Regions from separate parts of the Mus musculus genome. Here region 2 is linked to region 1. A link is a contact called in public Hi-C data. All regions are on one chromosome and are shown on one strand. Each heading gives the region's core, a stretch centred on a gene start, on an enhancer-like site or on the middle of the called end of the contact. The rest is flanking DNA. Distances are from core to core; before and after follow the strand shown.

Region 1 (2,798 bases), core at 175-2,674:
TCTTACAACAAAACCATGGAGCAATTGTTCCTGCAGGTGTTCATGGTGCGTGAGGCTCAAGTGCTGATGGGCTGAGCCAAGACGGATTTCACTTGTTCTGATTCCCAAAGGTTCTGCAGACTGGGCTACTTTTATGGTTTGACTCTTAAAGATCTCCAGGTCCTGGGGCTCTGTCCCTGGTCCCTTTTTGACCTTGACATCTGGCTGATTACTTTTCTCAATGCTCTGATGTTGTTGTTTGTTTGTGCGACTTTGTCAAATGAGACCAACATCCAAAGCATTCTCTCTCCCGAACAAGCCACCAGCATCCTGTCTTCTGAGAACACTCTGGCAGCATCCTGTTTTCTGCCTCTCCAGCTGCAAGGACAGGCCCAAGTGTCCCATGTCCCTGTGCTTTGTCTTGGGTGCTGCTCTATCAGAGTGTCATGTGACTCTGTAGCAGGCGGATTGCTTCTCAATTCCCAGCCTCAGTTCTTCTCCCTCCCGCTTTCTTGGACCCTGGATTCTAAGGTTGCATTTGTGTCGAGAAACTAAACTTATCTCTATGTTGGAAGCAGGAGCGAAGGTTACTTTGTGAGAGCTCTAATCTCTCCAAATATAGTAAATTTGGATGGCTAAAGTTTGTTTTGTACTAATGTTTCATATGTTTTAGGTTCATGTGGTCTCTGCTCCTCATAGACATGCCCTACATGGTCAACAGATTAACCATTTGGTTTCTGGTATTTATCACATTGGAAGGGAGAGAGTTCTTGGCTGCTTCATCCTACTGCTAAAACTCTGACAAGAACTAGAACAGAGTCTAGCTAAATAGGGCCAGATCACATGTCAGAAGCTGGGTAGTGTGAGCAGCTAAAAGAAGCATTGATGCTTACCACCCCTCTGAAAACTGTCATGCCCTGACTCTTCAATGACAGCCATGTTAGATTTTCCACTAAAATCACCCCAAAAAGGACTGGACAACTTTTTCATTCATTAGGAATGATGAAGGAGAAACAACCAAAATTTCTAGAGGGATGAAAAAGGCATCTGTATTTTATACTGTCAGTTTATTATTACCTGATGACCACTCTGTCCCCACACTGTCTGGCACAGGACACATGTCCTTAAGCACTTGTCTGTGAATGATCATGTGACTGTAGGTCAGGAAGGAAGATGCTCCAAGAGACTCACTACAATTGGCTTATGTGCTTCTGTGTGTTATGTGCTGAAAATGTTTTTCTTTAGACAGGCCAAAAAAGCAGGTACCTGGAAGAATCTACAAAGAGCAGAAACAGCCTCCTTTAAGGTTTTTAATAAATTCATCAGATATTAAAATGTTGCCAGGAGGAAACAATGGTGTGGCGGATGGAGAGAGGGAACAGAGCAGAAAGCCACGGCTGTGTCTAATTACTGACTGGAAGAAAGGGAGACCGGAAAGCTGCAAAGCAGCCTGTGGACCTGCTCCGGAATCCCAGCAGAGCCTGCTCCTGCTCCACTCTCCTCTTCCCACTCAGCACGGTGAAAAAGGAACATTCCTCTAGAAACAAACAAACGAAAGGAACTTTATAGGAAATGGGAAACATGGAATTCAAACGATCCTTCCTGTTGTCCCTAATAAAGGAGCATGGAGCGAGAATTTCCACTGTGGAGCTGGTGCTCAGCATTTTTCTAAACCCGCGTTTTCTGTGGGGTTGCTGTGTAAACATAAGTATCCGCCACCCTTTCTCTGAGCTCCTCCGTCTGGCTCCCATACAAAACAATGATAGTGTGAGCAACTTTGTTTGAATCTTCTGTAGCTTTCAGGGCCCTGGAGAATTTATTAAAAACACATTTAAAAAGATGGATATTAATTTTGCTTTTGAAAGATTTGTGAGAAATTTTTGATTTTTGTTTGTAATGGATCATCAAAAATGAGGATTCGTGTGTGTGTGTGTGTGTGTGTTGACCTTTATTTTGCTTTACAGCATTTCAGCATTCTGAAAATGTAATACAAATTAAGATTTTCTTTAAAAAAATTTATTTCATCAGCATAAAATTATTTCTAGGCTGTATTTGTTTCACTGCAAAAATAACTTCAAGAAAATTTTCAATAAAATACTGACAGTCATAACATTTTCCCAGAAGTTGTTCCTGGAGCATAACATTTTCCCAGAAGTTGTTCCTGGATTCACAAATCCAGGAATTGTGAATGCTAGGAGACTGGGCATTCTGTGAGTCTACTGTGGGCTAGCTTTCAGGCAGAGCTCCACATCCCTGGGTCCAAGAGGTAAGTCGCAAGCCATGTCCCATGGTTCTTATTCACAGGAACAACTGACAGAGGAAATAGCAGAAGAAACTCTGAGGCCCAGCAGTGTTGAGCAAGGTGACATTAAAAAATTAGCTATGCCACTTATAGGGACATTTCAAGGACTCCACTAATTCCAATGAATTCTAAATCTGCTTCAAAACCTCTCTACAGAGGTTTTGAGTACTGAGATAAGTATAAATAATTCCAACTAACTATAAATGCTATATATACATTTTTCATCTTTCAACACTGAGACTTCCCTGAACCAAACAGCCAGGCATAGACTGTGTGATCTCATAAATGCCCTGTTAGAATCCCAGCTCACGGGAGGCAGAGGCAGGTGGAGTTCCAGGTCTACAGAGTGAGTTCCAGGACAGCCAGGACTACACAGAGAAACCCTGTCTCGAAAAAAAAAAACAAAAACAAAAAACAAAACACACACACACACACACACACACACACACACACACACACAAACAAACAAACAGAACCAAGGGTTCAAAGGTTATTTCATCTGGATATTCATCTGGAT
Region 2 (2,798 bases), core at 207-2,706, 280 kb after region 1:
AAAAAAACATTTACTCACTACTGTGGGAACACAACGTGGAGCACTGTGAAAATCTGTGTGGAAGCTGGTCAAACAGCTGGAAAAAGACTATCACATGATCCAGCTCTAGCACTGCATACCCAAAGGACTCTATATCCTACTGTAGAGACGGTTGCTCCTCCATGTTCACAATTGGCTCTAGTCACAACAGTCAGAATATGGAAACAGCCTGTGTGTCTATCAACTCATCTATGTACAATGAAGACATAGGATATTTATTTCCTACGCTATTCAGCCCTTAAGAAAAGCACAATTATGAAATCCCCAGGTAAACGGATATGGGTGGAAACAACCATCCTGAGAGTAGTAACCCAGACTCAGAAACACCAACTTTGCATGTTTTCTCAAATCCATAGGTGTTATCTTTGAGTCTTCCGATATGTGTGTTTCATCTGGAATTCCTATGGAATTCAGAAAATTAGTAAGGGACCCTGGGGTGGGGCTTTCAAGGGAGCAAAGAGCAAATGGAATGGTATAAAGAGCCGGGCAGTGGTGGCGCACGCCTTTAATCCCAGCACTTGGGAGGCAGAGGCAGGCAGATTTCTGAGTTCAAGACCAGCCTAGTCTACAGTGTGAATTCCAGGACAGCCAGGGCTATACAGAGAAACCCTGTCTCGAAAAACAAAACAAAAAGAGAGAGGGGGGATGGTATAAAGAGGTGACGGCCAGTAATGGGAAAGGGAAGGTTAAATGGGGTAGAGGCTGGGAACAAAGAGTAGAGGACGGAACATGAGGGGTGACTAACACTGAAGAACTTTTGAAAAAGTCACATGGAAGCCTACCACTGTAAAAGTAAGTATACTTAAAATGTATACTACATATATAAGAAGAATTTAAATGGAGTTACTCTATAATGGGGTGGCAAACCCCTCCTAGATACCATAGGCTAACAAATGAAAAGCCCAGAGTCCAGAATGATTACCACTTTTGGACTTACTGGCCACTGGGGTCCCACAGAACTCCGAATATTACAGGCCATTGCCAATGTTATTGGCTACCATCCAGAGACTGACGGTAAGACCCTATTGATAGAAACACACATGCTTGGGTCACAGACTATAAAGAAATGAAGCTGGTTAGAACCTGAGGCTTCATCCCTTCTGGCTGGCTTCCATAGTACTGGGCGGTGCTGTGCATTCTACCACAGAGAAGTTATCATAAGTCATACCTGGCTGCAAACTCTGAATGCTGCCATCAGCCTGACAGGACACGGCTATTGTAATAATGGTGTGAATATAATAGTGATAAACTATATTCTGATTGGATTTAAGGCCCATCCACAAATTGAAACCCATACTAGGCACCAACATCAGGCTAAGAACCTGTGGCTAGTAGACATAGGGGGAGCATTGTCCTAGTGCTCTGCTGAACAGCCACAGTGTGATACTGACTCCCGATGACTTAACCTCATAGCCATGGATTAGTGCGCCTCTCAGCCTTCAGCACATTCACTGCCGTCCTCAGCAGGCGGTGATTAACACAGAGACCTACCACTGGTGAAGATGCAAACATAGTAAGAGACTGAAGTGCTCAATCTGAATGGGACATTGACATCCAGCTAGAGCACTCCCTCCCAGGGCTCAGGAGAAGAAACAGAGGCTGAAAGGGCCAGAGATGGCAGAGCAAGAAAACTCTTTTCCAGATACAGCAGGGCAGTTGGCATATAAACACACAGCAGTTCTGGCAGCATGAGTAAGACTTGTGCAAGCTCAAACCAGCTGGGAGAGGGAGAGTCTGCTTTCTTTAAGGGCCTGGCCCTCGTAGGTCAAACTCCAGTGAAGGCCAGACAGACAAAAGCTCATGGATAACACAAATTGGAACTGATGGGTTTAAAACAAAACAAAACAAAGCAAAGCAAAACAAGAACATAAAGCAGCAGGGTGGGTAAAGAAGGGGTGAATATGTGAAGAGTTGGGGGGAGGAATATGATCAAATACATTTTACAAAATTCCAAAAGGGTTAATTAAAAACAAATAAATAGGCAACACTGACAAACGTCTCAAGCACTCAGCAAGCTTGCAAAGAGTCAAAGCCCTAGGAAATGGCACTGTGACTGCACGGGCAGAGAGCACGTGCGACACCGGCCCGGGCTCACATCCGCCCTGGGTTAGGGCACGTCTGAGCATCCTCACTGATAACATACTTGCTCAGTCCCTGCCCTACACAATCCTACCTCCTGACTTAAGTGGCTTTTCTATCAGCTACGTAATAGCACCCACCCTTCTCAGACGACAGCAGGGATGTTTACATCCGCCTCCACCCTAACCGCAGCTGCAGAGGCTGCAGGGGGGCAATGCAAGCAGAGTTCAGGTTTCCCAAGAAGTGGATGACCCATTCAGAGCTGCAATACTCTCCTCATCAGCCATCTTCCACTCACCACAGCATAAGCTGTCATCCTAGACTGCGCCTCCTTGAATCTGAAAGGCAGCGCAGGCAACGGACAAGGCAGAATTCCACAGAGATGCTTTCTATGAGCAGTCACAGCCTGGTCCTTCAATACAGCACAGAAGGCTGACAACTGGTACTCCACACTCAGACCCCAGGACAAGCCCATCATGGATGACTCTAGTCCTCCTGAGGGCATCCCCCTTTCTCTTTCAAACCACCCTAGACACTGCAAGGACCCTGATGTAGACTACACAGTTCAAGCTAGGCCAGGCACCCAACATGCATGGGTCACAGTGTACACCTCTGATCGTAAGCATGACCTTACCTGGTCCTCACCCATTCACCTTCCTAGCACTTCATGCCTGTGCCTC

What was found. A called contact is a pair of places that touch in the nucleus more often than the background predicts.
Region 2: a contact with region 1 is called in a Hi-C map of uterus, with 4 times the contacts expected there. The contact joins two enhancer-like sites. A contact is called at or near these places in 1 of 15 datasets of contacts at CTCF or cohesin (the NIH/3T3 cell line), 5 of 484 Hi-C or Micro-C datasets (3T3-L1-derived adipocytes, the C2C12 cell line, the F1.1 cell line and 1 more) and 2 of 115 datasets of contacts at active chromatin or transcription factors (embryonic fibroblasts and fibro-adipogenic progenitors).

The regions. Positions count from the first base shown.
Region 1 is chr17:14,623,212-14,626,009 of GRCm38.p6, forward strand. No RefSeq gene overlaps it. Among named protein-coding and RNA genes, the nearest start is that of Thbs2, 70 kb to the right of the region's middle. Within about 2 kb of position 1,425, at least 18 of the 459 cell types and tissues checked have an H3K27ac peak or open chromatin away from gene starts, as enhancers often do. A contact at or near this core is called in uterus, where this site is marked.
Region 2 is chr17:14,905,070-14,907,867 of GRCm38.p6, forward strand. The region is part of intron 17 of Wdr27 (WD repeat domain 27); the gene reads right to left. Among named protein-coding and RNA genes, the nearest start is that of Wdr27, 37 kb to the right of the region's middle. Within about 2 kb of position 1,457, at least 38 of the 459 cell types and tissues checked have an H3K27ac peak or open chromatin away from gene starts, as enhancers often do. A contact at or near this core is called in uterus, where this site is marked.